2 separate regions of the Ovis aries genome follow, and region 1 is linked to region 2. Evidence: chromatin contacts called from public Hi-C data. All regions are on one chromosome and are shown on one strand. Each heading gives the region's core, a stretch centred on a gene start, on an enhancer-like site or on the middle of the called end of the contact. The rest is flanking DNA. Distances are from core to core; before and after follow the strand shown.

Region 1 (7,393 bases), core at 4,495-6,994, 400 kb before region 2:
AACTCTCATTAAATGAACACATCAATTTTGAAAAGAGCTTTTCTCTGCACAAATACAACTAACTAAGGGACTGGGTTTGTAATTTGGGCTTCATTTGGAGAAGGCAATAGTACCCCACTCCAGTACTCTTGCCTGGAAAATCCCATGGACAGAGGAGCCTGGTAGGCTGCAGTCCATGGGGTCGCTAAGAGTCGGACATGACTGAGCGACTTCACTTTCACTTTTCACTTTCATGCATTGGAGAAGGAAATGGCAACCTGCTCCAGGGTTCTTGCCTGGAGAATCCCAGGGATGGGGGAGCCTGGTGGGCTGCCATCTATGGGGTCGCACAGAGTCGGACATGACTGAAGTGACTTAGCAGCAGCAGCAGCAATTCATTCATTAGAGCTTGGTGCTAAATTGACCAAACTCTCTAACACCCATACTAATAGTGACAAAGACATAAAAAGAATAGTTCTTTCTGAAATAACTTACCCATAATCCTCTAAGGCACATCCCAGCATCAGAAAAGTCAGCCCAATAGCCCCACTGAAAGATAATGCCACAAGAGCTGGGAAAAATAAAATCAAGAGTTATAGGTTCCAATGGTTATCAGGGACTGGGGGAGGGGGAGAGGAATGGAGAAGGATTCTTCTGGGATGGATGAAATGTCCTGGAATTACAAAGTAGTAATGGTTGTACAACCTTGTGTATATATTAAAGACCACTTTAATAATTTTTAGAGTGTAAAGAATTTTACACTTTAAAAAGCCTAATTTTTGATATGTGAATTATACCTTAATTTTACATTTTTTAACAAAAAAAACTGCTTATTTCATTGAAAGAGATTTACTTATTTTATTGGTTGATGTTACATTTGACTAGCAAATGACAGCCTATGTCTGTTACTCTTAAATCTTCAGGTGGAGAATGAGCTCAAGCCTTTCCAGTACTCAGCCCGTCTAATGTATGAATTCCTTAACACCCATACTAAGAGGCCAGACAGCCAGTTGATACAATACCAGTGAAGGGAAACTCACTATCTCCTGAGGCAGATTATTTCATTCTGACAGTTTTCAGATGCTGAAAACCCTCTTTCCTTAAACTGTACTCCAAACTGTCTCCCTGTAATATAAACCCTTTGATCACTGTGCCTCCCCATACCACAGGGCTTCAAGTATTTGAAGATTACTTTCATGTCTTCATAGCAAATTCTTCCCAACTAGTATCCCCTGAATATCAATTCCCTGCATCTGTTGGACACTAATTTTTGAGGAGGTAGAAATGTGTTTGCTTTGTCCACTGGTGAGTGAGAGAATAACAGAGTTGTTTAAAAAATCTTGCACTGCTCTGGGTCACCAACATGGGTTCATGTTGGTAACTCTGTCACTGACTGTGTGACTGTGGTAGAAGCTGAACCTCCTTAAACCGGATTATTCAGCTGTAAAATGGGAATAATGATGCCAACTTATTAGGGAATTTATGGGACTCAAATGAGATAATCTATATAAAGTGATTTCAGATGCTGAAAACCCTCTTTCCTTAAACTGTACCCCAAACTGTCTCCCTGTAATATAAACCCTTTGATCATGACTAAAGGCAGGCGTGCAATAAGCAAATACTGATGTAAGTATATGCTCATTTTAGCAACGGTCTTTGGTAAAGGCAGCAATCACAAGCAGAGGATACTGAATTATCCAAGTACTCCTCTGAAAAAAATCCATAATACTCAAAAGTTAATCATTAGGTAAACCAACTAACATTTTGATTGCTTCCTTTTACTTTAAGAGGCAATCTGGAGAGACTTATATAGGAAGACACCTAGGAGATTTTTAAAAACATCTGGGAGTATACAGATGTTAGAGGACAAGGAAGGACTGTCAGTTTTATATATTTTTCCATTTAGTACATGTCACTTTGGGCGGGGGGGGTGGGTGGGTGGTTGGACAAAAGTAACTTTTCCCATATTGTTTCACTATAGATGATCTTTTCCTCACTGGTTCTGTCGGGGTGGGGGGTGGGGGACAGAACCTGCACCTGCCTAACCACCTGCACCACTTTGTCCTACAGGAGACCATTCAGAGCTATGAAGTATAGACCTTTTTCTTCTATTCTGGGACACTAATCACTCAAAGTTCAAAACTGTATCTCCAGTTGATGCTCTTTACCTCCTTTTTCTTTTTCAGGAATTACATCCTAGGCCATCTCTTAAACTTGGAGCTACCCAGAAATCCAAATTCACCTATCACTCCACACTCTTGCTGGGACACTGCATTCAACACAAAGCTCCCTGGTACCACAAGGACCCAGCTACATCTAACAGTTTGAAGTAACTCCTAAGAACTCAGCCTGCACCTCCAACTCCAATCTGGACTTCTCTGGGTAGTCAACATACAATTCAACTTCAACATGTGTAAAACGGAAACATCTCCCCTTCTCCTCCCAAACACACACTTCTTCCTTTCCAAGGTTCTATCTTGAAAGACTAACACCAGGCCTACACTCCATTTTCTAGAAAATCAGTAAGTCAGGGTGATTCAATCTCCCAGACCTCACTCAAACCCACTGAAAAAGATTAACTGATTATGTCCCCACTCCCCAAATTCATATTAAATATTAACATCCAGTGAAATGGTGGTAGGAGGTGATTAGATCATGACAGGATTAGGACCCTTATAAAGGGACTCCACAGAGCTTCCTAACCCCTTCTGTTGTGTGGGGATACAGCAAAAAGATATCTGTCCAGGAACTAGGAAGCAAGCCTTCACCAGACAATAAATCTGCTGGCACCTTGATTGTGCAGATCCAGCCTCTCAAACTAAGAAATAAATGTTATTTAAGCCACCCAGCTTATGGTATTTTTGTCCTAGCAGCCTTCAAGGATTAAGACAACCACCTCTTCCCTTGTGCCCTCCGCTACTTATCATCCATGTTCAGACCCTTAGCATCTGAGGCCTGCCTTCACCTCATGACTCTTCCAATCTATCCTCCATATAGCAGACAGTGACCTCTCGAATACACAAAGCTGGTATCACCTTCACAGTTGCTTTCACAGCCTATGAGCTGTTCTAGCGCTGGAGGCGCACCTCTGCCTCGTGTCACATGTTCTCTCCACTAGAATAAACTCTGCCCTCACCCCAGTCCTTTGCCAGGTGAAGTCTTCTTGATCCTTTTAGATTCAGAGCAAGGAATGCCTCTTTTGGGAGACTGGTCCTATTCCCTGGCACAGGGTTTGGTAATGCCATCTGCATTAGTTTCCTAGGCCTGCTATTAAAAATGCATCACAAACTGGGTGGCTTAGAAGAACAGAAATTTACTATCTCGTATCTAGAAAGGACATTTGCTCCCACAGCACCCCACTCCAGTACTCTTGCCTGGAAGATCCCATGGACAGAGGAGCCTGGGTAGGCTGTGGTCCATGGGCTCGCAAAGAGTCAGACACGACTGAGCGACTTCACTTTCACTTTTCACTTTCATGCATTGGAGAAGGAAATGGCAACCCACTCCAGCGTTCTTGCCTGGAGAATCCCAGGGACGGGGGAGCCTGATGGGCTGCCGTCTATGGGGTCACACAGAGTCAGACATGACTGAAGTGACTTAGCAGAAGACTCTAAGGGAAGACTCCTTCCTTGCCTCTTTTTAACTACTGGCAGTCGCCTGCCATCTCTGATCCTCTCCAGCTCACAGCTGCATCATTCCAAGCTCTGCCTGTCCTCCTATGATGTTCTCCCTATATTTATCCATGCCTAAATTTCCCTTTTCGTACAAGGACACTAGTCATTGGGTTAGAGTACAACTAATCCGATACCATCCTAACTTCATTATATCTGCAAAGACCATATTTCCAAATAAGGTCAAATTCACAGACACTGGGGAGCTGGAACTTGAATGTATTTATTTGGGGGATAGAGTCAGCCTGCAATACCATCTTGGTCCTCACACTGTATCTGAGCACACCTTAGACATTTAAACAGTAACACAATTATTTCCAGCTGTGTCACACAACTGCTCATCTAACAGCAGTCCTTCTTCAAAAGTTAAATTATCTGCAAAAAGCTTCCTTAGTCCTCTTCCATTTCATAATCGATCTTTTTTTTTTTCACTACAATGCAATTTCTAACACATTCACACATAAACATTATTATTTGATAGTTTCCGGACACGACTAAACAAAGCGTAGTGGTGCTACTTCTTATTGGTTTTCTGCACTGGCTTCAAATGGAATATTACAAAATGTACACTGTCCAAGTAAATCATGTTTACTAAATTAATGCCAATCATAAAAGTCCGCCAGAAATAATTTTAAAATATGTCTGCTAACAGTTTACACACTCAGATAAATTTCATAGCAAACACATACATGTGTTCAAATATAACCGTATGCATGTTTACAGCATATGTTGATTAACTAGAGAGGGAAGATCTTTGTGTACAAATTTCAAGGATAGGAGCTCCAACATGGAAACAAGTTATCCTACTCTATTCAAAAGATTAGACATCTAATGGGGTGGGTCCTACCAAACCAACAGGAAGCCTTCCAATAACCTCTCCCACTGCTGGCATTCCCCTTCACTCTGAAGGAGCACAGATGCGGGAACTGGTGTTCTTGGTACTCCCCTTTTAAAAATCAACTGTCCCATGCAAAAACACTCACTGCACAAAGTGAAGTTACTCAGTCGTGTCCGACTCTTTGCGATCCCATGGACTGAAGCCTACCAGGCTTCTCGGTCCAAGAATTTTCCAGACAAGAGTACTGCAGTGGGTTGCCATTTCCTTCTCCAGAGGATCTTCCCGACCCAGGGAACGAACCCAGGTCTCACACACTGCAGCAGACAGTTTACCGTCTGAGCCACCAGGGAAGACCCACTGCACAGAGACCTACTGTATAGCATAGGGAACTATACTCAGTATTTCGTATATAAGGGAAGAGAATCTGAAGTATATACGTGTGTGTGTATCTGAAGAGTTGGGCTGTACACCTGAAATTAACACGATATTGTAAATAAACTGTATTTTTTTAAAGTACTATACCACCTTCCTGTCTGTCCATAAATGAATAAACACTGATGAAAGTAATGAGAAAATCCCACCTAATCTACTCTCTACAATTAAGACAAATACAGCATTTCAGGGTGCTCTTCGCTGACACCCGCCTGCAGCCAACTCAGCCCAATTGTAAAAATTAATTTACACGACACGACAGATGTAAATGTTCTAATGCCGAGAACACTGGAGACAATGGCTCGTCTGGAAAAAGTGGGAAACTCGGCAAAGTGGCAGGAAAAGCGGGGAGAGGCGTTAGGGTGAATATGACCGGAAGTGAAAGCCCAGTTTAAAACTAGGCAGAGGAGGGGGTGGGAACCGCTTCCCAAGGAACTGGGAAGCAATCCGGGAGGTGATGCCCAACCCGGGCTAGCCGGTGATTCCCAGGGAAGGAATGCTCCCGGAGAGGGCTTCGCCTGCAGCGACCCGGACACGCTGGGTGAAAGAGTGAAGACTAATAGCTTTGCAGAAAAAGGTTGAGGTTCCCCAAAACACGCCTCCACCCGCACCCCAAGGAGCGAAGAGAGCAGGCGAACTCCTTCCCACCGGGAAAGGAAGGAACGATGGCACATCTGGGGAAGCCGTTTCCAGCCCACGCGCTGAAGGCGCAGCTCCAGGAATAGCCCAGAGCCAAGGCGGCGACCCCACCGCAGGACTAGCGAGCTAGGAACCTAGGATGTACCTTTAACGCCAGCCATGTCTCCCGAGCTGGGGCCGCGGCTGCTTCCGGCTTCCTGCCACGGCCCCAGCCCCGCCCGAGGCCCGGCCCAGGGCCGTACCTAGGCTCGCGAGCCCGCCCCGCCTCGCAGAACCCCGCCCCTGACGGTTCCAATCTCCCCGGGCCTAGCCACTCAGGGCCCCGCCCCTGCCAGGCCCCGCCCCCGCCGCGCAGAGCCACGCCCCTGCCCGTCTCTGCCCTCCGCACTCAGAGCCCCGCCCCTGTCCCCGCCACTCAGAACCCTCCCAAGACCAGACCGCATCTCCTCCCGCTCACCCAAGGAGGTCCCAGTTCCTACCCACCCGTCACGCTGATGGGAGTGCACCGCAAACCCGCTTTCTCAGGATAGCGGTGACGATGCTCCCTTAGGTCCCGAGCTTCTGCATAAACCCCGAAATTGCCCCACGCTCCTCCTTTCCATCGGTGGGCCGGAATCCCGGCTCCGCCGAATCGCTGGGTCCGCGGGCCCAGAGCTCCCCCACAGCCCACTAGGGACGCGTCCACCATAGCACGGAAGGGCGGGAACCGCGATTCCTGGCTGCAAGGAATTTCTGCGTGAGGATGGCGAAAATAGAGAGTGGAGGGGGAAAATAATAGTCGGTAGAGCAGGGATACCCGCTTTCTCTGGCATTACTTTCTCTAAGGCCTAGACTGCGTTTGTGTGCCTGTCTGCGTTCACGTAGCTGTGGCGGAGGAAGGGATGGGGACACCAGAGAAGAGGCCCCAAGGATCCTGTTGTATGCCTGGCCTGGCCTTGCTTAATACCAACTTGAGCACTTTTCGGGCACTAGCGTTTTCTCCTTTACGCTCAGGTGTATCTATAGAAACAAAAAACAAGCTATTTTGTGCTTGAGGCTTTCATGAATATTTAAATAAACAGCTATTATTTCTATATCCTGGGCCTCAAGGTCTGCAGGTAAGCAAGGCCAGTTTAGACTTCACAGGACCACTTCGTACTCTGCTCACAGGACAGAGAGTTTTGGCTTTGTGGGTACAATCTGGAAGAGATATTAAAAACCATCTGGTCCAAAGGCTTCATTTTATCTCTACAGAAAGAGGCCCAGAAAGGCTAGGACTTCCCTGCTAACACAATTCTTTGGAGAAGATTGGACTATGGGTCACTTATCCGGCTTTCTAGCTGAGAATCCCCATACCTTATGATGAAGCTCCTTTTCTTTCACTTTTTAAAATTTTTCAACAGCACTGAAAGCTAAAGGAGTTCTGGGAAATCTGGGTTTCCCTGACTATAGAAATACAAATTCTCACTACCACCACCTTTCAGGACCCCTGCTTGGTTTCCTTTTTTAAATTGTACATTGAGCATATTATCGTCTCAAGACGTTTATTTACTTGTGAGTTTATGTTTCTAGCTCCTCCCATTTCTCCTCCTAGATAGAAGGTACACTTATTAAAAACTTTGTTGCTAGTCCCTAGCTCACTGCACAATTTGCAGATCCAGAGTTAACACTGCATTATTTACTTTGTAGCCTGTGATCTATCCAAGATCACTGAGAACTTCTCTTTCCCTATGCTGAGTTCCCTATATTGGGTGGCAGGGAAAACTGCCCACCACCCAAACTCTGGCAGCCTGGGTTTTTAGCTCGCTTGGTGGTGATGGTGGTTCAGCCATTAAGTCGTGTCTGGCTCTTGAGA
Region 2 (7,210 bases), core at 4,108-6,607:
TCAATAAACACTTGTTGAATGACTTTCTTAAGGGCAAAGTCTATCTTCACCATATTTGTTTCTTTAGCATCTGACCCAAGGCTGGGAATAAGTTTCTCAGAAAACAGTTCTTGATTAGAGTGATCTAATTAATTAACAACTAGAAGTGCTTCCTATTAACTATATTTGTCTAACATTACTTCAAAGGTACAACCTGGCATATTTTTCACATGAATGCAAAAGAAGCGTGCCTTTTCCACTGGACCAGAAAGCTTTTCAAAATCTGCAGAAAGCTTTTCAAAATCTGATGCTGATTAGATGCAGTTTTAAATGTAATCTTCCTCACTTATGTGAAGATGTGTGGAGTTTTCTTTTGAGATGTTTTTGTTTGGGTTTTTTGTTTTTGGTTTTTTGGCATTTTCCTAACTGCTTCCACAAGTATTGTCATTGCCTGGGTATTAATAAATTAGATCTTAATTAAATATTTCTCAGGTAGATCATCATTAAGTGGTATGAGCCAAGTATTTGTCTTCAGTTCTCCAGTGTCAGGATAGTGACCGGCATATGGATCTTTTCCAAGGCTGAAGTGTGAACCTGAAAGCTGGACTTATTTACCTTCATAGTCAGAGAACTTTCATCAATAGCAGGTTTGTTGAAGGGTCAAGAGCAAGAACCCAAAAGGGATGGAATAATTCTAAAAAGTGCATCTGGTAAATACAAATGCAATAACAAAATTATTACAGATACTTGTTATTAAAAATTCTGTTCCAAGTACCATGTGAGGTCTTTGCATTTATTTTATTATATTTTGATTAAATTTAAATCTTAAAATTCCTCTTTGAGGTAGGTGTTGTAATTGTCATTTTATATGTAAACAAATAGAGAATCAGAACTGATGAATAATTTACCCAGGATGACACAGCTAATAGATCGGCAGAGCTGAGATTAGTACCCGATTCCAAAGTTCATCTCACACACCAAGAATTGCCATTTTTCAAGTGTGTATTTAGAGAAATGAAAGAAAATTGTTGGAGTGCCTACAAGAGCTCTCTTTAATCAGCAGCTATGTAGTTATCACAGAGGATTTAAGTTTGATAAAGAATATAATGATGTGAGCATATGGATATGGAAGACAAGAGATATAGAGGTATTTCTTATGTTTTTGCGCTGTGCTCCTTTTTCCTCTGTTTAACTTTGTATTTAAGTGAGCATGTGCCTTTACATGTAATTAGGCCTTACCTTCACCTTGCTAGAGGTTGATACGGTTGCCCTTAAAATTATTATCACACATAATATCTGGGATGAAACATATAAACTTTATTATTTTTTAAAACTTTTCATTTTATATTGGGGCATAGCCAATTAAGGGATTCCCGGGTGACCCAGTATGTAAAGAATCTACCCGAGACACAGGTTAAATCCCTAGGTGGGGGAGATCTCCTGGAAGAAGAAATGGTAACCCACTCCAGTATTCTTGCATGGAAAATCCCATGGACAGAGGAGCCTGGCAGATACAGTCCACGGCGCCACAAAGAGTTGATCACAATTGAGCACACAGGCACACATAGGTGATAAACAACGTTGTGACAGTTTCAGGTGAACAGCAAAGGGATTTAGCCATACATATACCCGTATCCGTTCTCCTCCAAACTTTCCTCCCATTCAGGCTACTACATAACATTGAGCAGAGTTTCATGTGCTATACAGTAGGCCTTTGTTGGTTAGCCATTCTAAATACAGAAGCACCCATTCAAACATACGAACTTTAGCGGTTACAGTCAGTAATACCAACTTCTCTGTCTTGTCCAAATGAATACGTGCAGTTCATATTCAGATATGCAATGGAACGTCACCAGTCTAGATTTGTCTGAGCTCCCTTGTGACAGTCTGGACCTTCCTGTAAGCTGTAAATATAATTACATACACTAACTGTTCTCTAATCCTTTAAAGTTGCAAATATGCACTTTTTGTCCAAGTGCCGACATCTTTCCAGCAGCCCTCTTCAGTGTGCTCAACCCAGCCTCTTCACTTAGTTCACTGGGTTCCAAGAAGAATCAGAGTCTCCTAAAGAATGCTGCCTCTGATCATTTAATTCCAGGCTGAGCAGGGTAAAATCAGGTTGAACTTCACCAACATTTGCAATCTATGAAAGCAAAACTCAAAGTGTTGGCATAATTAATTATATTAATTGGATAGGATCTGAAGATGAGGAACCAAATACGTTAAAAAGAGGGGAGATAATAGTTGTTTGTTTGTTTGTTTTTTTAATTGAGGGCTTCCCTGGTGACTCAGTGGTAACAAACATGCCTGCCAATGCAGGTACAATCCCTGATCTGAGAAGATCCCAAATGCCTTGGAGCACCTAAGCCTGTGTACCACATCTATCAAGCCCTGCTCTGGAGCTTGGGAGCCGCAACTGCTGACCCCACATGCAGCAACTGCTGAAGTCCCAGGGCCATAGAGCCCCATGGCTCTGCAGTGAGAAGCCAGCACATCACAACTAGAGCTTCAGCAGCCAAGAGAACCAGTGCAGCCAAATAAATAAATAAATTATTTTTAAAAATAACAAAATTAAAAATTTTAGATAGCAAATGATTTGCTTGGCTCTGTAAATTAAAAGCCTGCCCAAAAACGGTCCGTGGAGGTGTAAGCATCAAAAAGCACCTTCAGTGTTCTGCTTTCCCCAAAAACATGGAAGGAATTTCCTAGAAATGGTCAGGATGTATTTATGGAAAAAATCCTCTTCAGACCTTTATATGCTCAATCATTGCCAGACAGGGTGCTAAACATGGGAGATATAATAGGAGCATGGTCCTGACCCTCTTGGTCAGAGAAGTACATCAGCTGTCCTGTACAGTAAATGTTAAAGGAATCATGAAATAAATATAAAAAGGACACAGTGAGTGCCCAAAGGAGTGGTCATCTCTGTGATTCTAACAAAGTGAATTCATAGCAATCATGTAGGGTTGTTCAGCGAGATAGCAAACTCTCCATGTAAAGGTGAAGCAGAACCTCAATGAACAGATAAACAGGAGTCAAGGCACAAGAAAACGGGTTTTGAAGAAGCAATCAGTTCACAGCAGTCCTAAGACATGAATGATCTGGTAAGTGTTCTCCATCTTTAATATCTAGGATACGAATTTCACAAAGCAGAACTGCTGCTCTACGTCGTTAACTCCCCCCTCCCCCACTCTCCATCGCCACCCCTCTAACAGATACATCAGGTGAGTAGGGCTCAATTATTCAAATTAAATGTGTGACCTGGAGCAACTCCCGTCACTACCCAGAGCCTCAGTGTCTTTGCCTGAGAAGTGAGGAACCCTGTTCGCTCTAGTCCATTTCTGCTCTGAATTGCGAATAGTACAAGAAACCAGAAAGGAAACTCCAGAGAAACAAAAGTGAAAGTGCCCAAAGGAAATACAATAGTAAACAAAAGCACAAAATTCTATAGCTCACTGAAAAATGTGGCAGAGTTCCAAAATACTTTTTTTCAGCAGCCCGTGAACACGAGACTTGGGAGAGAATGAACTATCACGCCCTCTGAATGTGAATGACATGAGTGTAACGCGAATCCACCTTGCTCCATGCAACCGTCTTCTTAAACAATGCTCCCTGACCTCGAACAACCATTTATTAAGATCTTTCTAAATGAGTCAATCCACGAGGAAAGGTCGGTCCCCTCCTGACAAATCCCTCGGAACACCACACAAGGGTGTGTTCCGCTTCGGGATGAGAGAGAAAAGAGGGTAAAGAAAGAGAGGAAGGAAAGATTCGAACTGATATTAGATTCTGCCTAGTGTTGCCACGCGGTTGTTATGCACAACAGCAGGGAAGCAAACTATTTTAAAACTTGGGAAATACGGTAGTCTTTGAATTTGATCGTTTCTTCCTTCATGTTAGTGAGACTTCTTTGCATGTAACCCAGAAAGGTACACCCGCCTAGGAGCGAGAGCGCGAGCTCTGGGGTGGACCAGCAAGTGGAGGCGGCCAGAATGGACTAAGCTGACAGCTTCGCAGAGCGTCGGCTGCGGGTGTGGGACCGCAACTCGCAACCCGCAACCGCCACGGCTAGAGGGGTCGATCTGGACCAACCGGTGTCAGAGGGTTCCCTAGGTGGGAGGATGCTCCGGGCCCGCCCCGGGAGCCTCCCTTCTCCGAGCAGAAGGGCGCTCAAACGCGTGCACACGCAAACACACACACATCCTTCCCGTGGAGTTGTGTCTCGTCTCCCTTTTGTTTTTCTCCCTTCCCGGTCAAGAGACCCGGAAGTTTTTTTTTTTTTTTTTTTAATCCAGTCTCTCTCTCTCTTTTCCAACCCCCACCCCCCCTCATCTATCACATGGCAGAGATAGAATAAAAACAGAAAAATGGCGACGGTCACGTTGTGGCGAGCACGTTGTATCCTTGCTGCGTCATTAGATAATCCTCATGCAAATAGCGGGAAGAACAAAGGAAAGGGGGGTCCAGGACCCCCCCGGGGGCGCAGGTGGGTGTGGGGGCGGCGTGCCCGGCGCGGGGGCGGCGGGGCGCGCGCGGAGCCGGGCGCCGGCGGGAGACGTGCGGCCGCGCGGGGCTCGGTGCGCCGAGAGTCTACGTCCGTGTGCGCGCCCCTGCGGCGCGGTGGAGCGCTGGCCGGGCCGCTCCTGGCCGGGTCTCGCGGCGCCCGAGCCCGCCCGCCCGAGAGCACGGGAAGCCGCGGGGCGAGGAGAGCGGTTCTGGCGAGGCCCGCCGCGACGCGCGCACCCTCACACGCACACGCCGCCGCGGGGCTCGGCCGGCTCGGCGGCCGCGCGGGGGGCGGGCCGGGCGGCGGCGGCTGGGGCTGAGGGCGCGCCGCTGCCCGGCGCCCGCCCTGCAGCCTCCGCGGGGGACTGCACGCAGCTCGCCACCTCGGGGTAGGCGGCGGGGCGCCGGGGCGGAGGCTCGGGGCGGGCTGGGACCCCGCACGGACTTGGAGGGTGTTGCTGGGCTGGTTTTGTTGTGGTTGGGATGTTTTTGGTTTTTTTTCTTCCCCTGCGGGGCGGCGGGGTGGGGGGGGAGCGACCTCGCCCATCGGTATTTCCGCGGTTTACCTCTGGCCCTCGCTGGGGTGTCAGGAGAGGCGCAGGTTGAACAGGGGCGCGGGGAGACCCCCGGTGTCCCGCTCCGGCCCCCTGGCGGGGCAGTGGCGCGGAGGGGCGGGGCGGGTGTGTGTAAATGTTGCGCACTCGCTTTTCCCCCACCCCCGCCTGCTTCCAGGCAGCTGGCGTGGGTCCCTTGCCGTCCGGCGGCGACTGTAAATAGAGCCTGGATGTTGTTTACATGAAGGATCCGGCGGGAGGAGTCTGCGAGGAGGAGGCGGAGGAGGAGGAGGAGGGAGGGAGGAGAGAGGAAGACCGGAGTCCCCGCGGCGGCGGTCCGGGGCGAGGGTGAGCCCCGCGCGGCGCGGGCACCGGTCGCTACCACGAGGCCGGGACGCCGGACCCTGGGGTAGGAGGGAGAATGGGCGCGGGGCGGGGAGATGAGGGGGGTCTGTCTGAGTGGCATTTTTAGCTTACAACCTGCCACGCAGATTCTCCGGGGCGAGAGGGGAGGGTTGTGCAGGGAGGGCGGGGAAGCCTTGATTTCTCCGCACGTTCGTGCTCGCATCCCCGATCTTTTCCCGCTTCCTCTTGGGGCTCACCTGTTTATTTCCATCAACCAGAGCTTGCAGTTGGTTTGTGTGTGTGTGTGTGTGTGTAGGCATGAGAGGCTGTTCCTTTTATTAGAAGCATTATTGGGGAAGGAGGGGTGCGTGGCTGAAATTTATGCCGGTCTCGGTCGCTTTTCAAGAAGGGGGAGGGGACTTGGCGAAGATCGCCTGCTCCCCGCCGTAGCTGACCCCATGGGCGTAACCCCTGCCTTACCCCTTCCGAGGAATCTTTTCCCTCACTCAGCTACCCGCAGGCCAGCTACCACCTTCTTGGAGAAGGACCACACCTGTGCTTATTCCTCGCTTTGGAGGAGAGGTGGGCTGAAAAACCGACCAGCTTTCCCAAAGCTGTTAACCAGCCCTCCCGTCCCAGAATCCCAGGCTTTCACCTGCCGATTGCGTGGCCACCTGCGTCCCCCGACCCACCCCTGCAAGTTGTCTACAGATGTATCGGGATTTTTTCTTGCCTCTGGACCTGCAGCTCACAACCAGCAACTAACTGCTGGATTTAGACAGAAAGAAGTGATCTCCTTGGGCTTAGTGTGCGTTCTTCGTTCCCCAGTGGGTCTTAAGATGGAATCTGCCCCCTCTATTCTTTCGCTAAGAGCTTAGTCCAGAATCTGGCCTGAGTAACCAGTTTCTGGCTCTCTTTCTCTGGGCCCCACCCTGGCCCCTCTTGGTTCTCCGAAGCCAAATACGCCTCCCAAGCAGAAGGCACACCCTGCCCTAAATCTAACCATTCCAAAAGGGAGGAGGAAACAGTGGAAGAGAAGGGACCCAGGGGTCTTCTTTCTGTCCTGAGTATCCCCAACAGCAGTTTCCTCTTCAACCCTCCTGCATTTATAATCTATTTATTCTTCTTATCAGCTGCTCCCCATTTTTGCCTGTAGTCCTATGATATTTAGGTGGGGATGGAGGTGTGGAAAGAGATGTCACCCCTGTTCCCTAGTGTGAGACATTTTCATTCTCAGTCTTTCCACTTTTGAGATGCTTAACAATTAAAATATGTAAATATGTTTGCACGCTTATTTGAACTTGTTTTCTTGCTGGCTAATGAATAGCTGGGATTCAGAAAGGAGAGGGAGAAAGCGATGAGAGGTGCACATTCTCCCTTAGGTCCCCTTTATGAGCATCCCCCAGAGTTGCTGGAGGAGACCCTTCAATGAAAGCCAGCAGTCTCCCTTCCATGACATCACCACCTAAGCCCTTCCAACTTTAGCTTCAGAACAGGAAGAAGGCTCAAAATAGAACTACCTTAGGAATCCAGCTCCTTTTAGAAGATCAACTTTTAAGTCAGCTGCAGGAGAAACACTGAACTTTGACACGCGGAGAGAAAGCTGCGGTGTTTGTAATTGGTTCCTTTGGGGAAGGGTCTGGCAATACTTTCCATGTGTATTCAGAAAAGCTTTTCCCAAGATAAGTTGAGTACCTAAGCCGATGAATGATTAATTGAATAGTTTTGAGATTCGTTTATTGAATTATTCATGTGTTTCAGTATGTCAACAGTAACAAGTACTTTTTGGAATGAATTAAAGAGGGGCTCCTAGAATGTGTTTCAGG

What was found. Hi-C and Micro-C count contacts between places; a contact is called where the count stands out from the background.
Region 1: a contact with region 2 is called in a Hi-C map of tail adipose tissue, with 1.8 times the contacts expected there. The contact joins the promoter of LEPROT here to the promoter of JAK1 in region 2. A contact is called at or near these places in 2 of 16 Hi-C or Micro-C datasets (omental adipose tissue and tail adipose tissue).

What each region holds. Positions count from the first base shown.
Region 1 is chr1:41,056,969-41,064,361 of ARS-UI_Ramb_v3.0, reverse strand. LEPROT (leptin receptor overlapping transcript) reads right to left here and starts at 5,744. Exons shown (of 3, transcript XM_060410658.1): 1 at 5,705-5,744; 2 at 475-550. The coding sequence starts at 5,720.
Region 2 is chr1:40,652,613-40,659,822 of ARS-UI_Ramb_v3.0, reverse strand. It overlaps JAK1 (Janus kinase 1), which reads left to right and starts at 5,357. Exons shown (of 26, transcript XM_060410592.1): 1 at 5,357-5,448.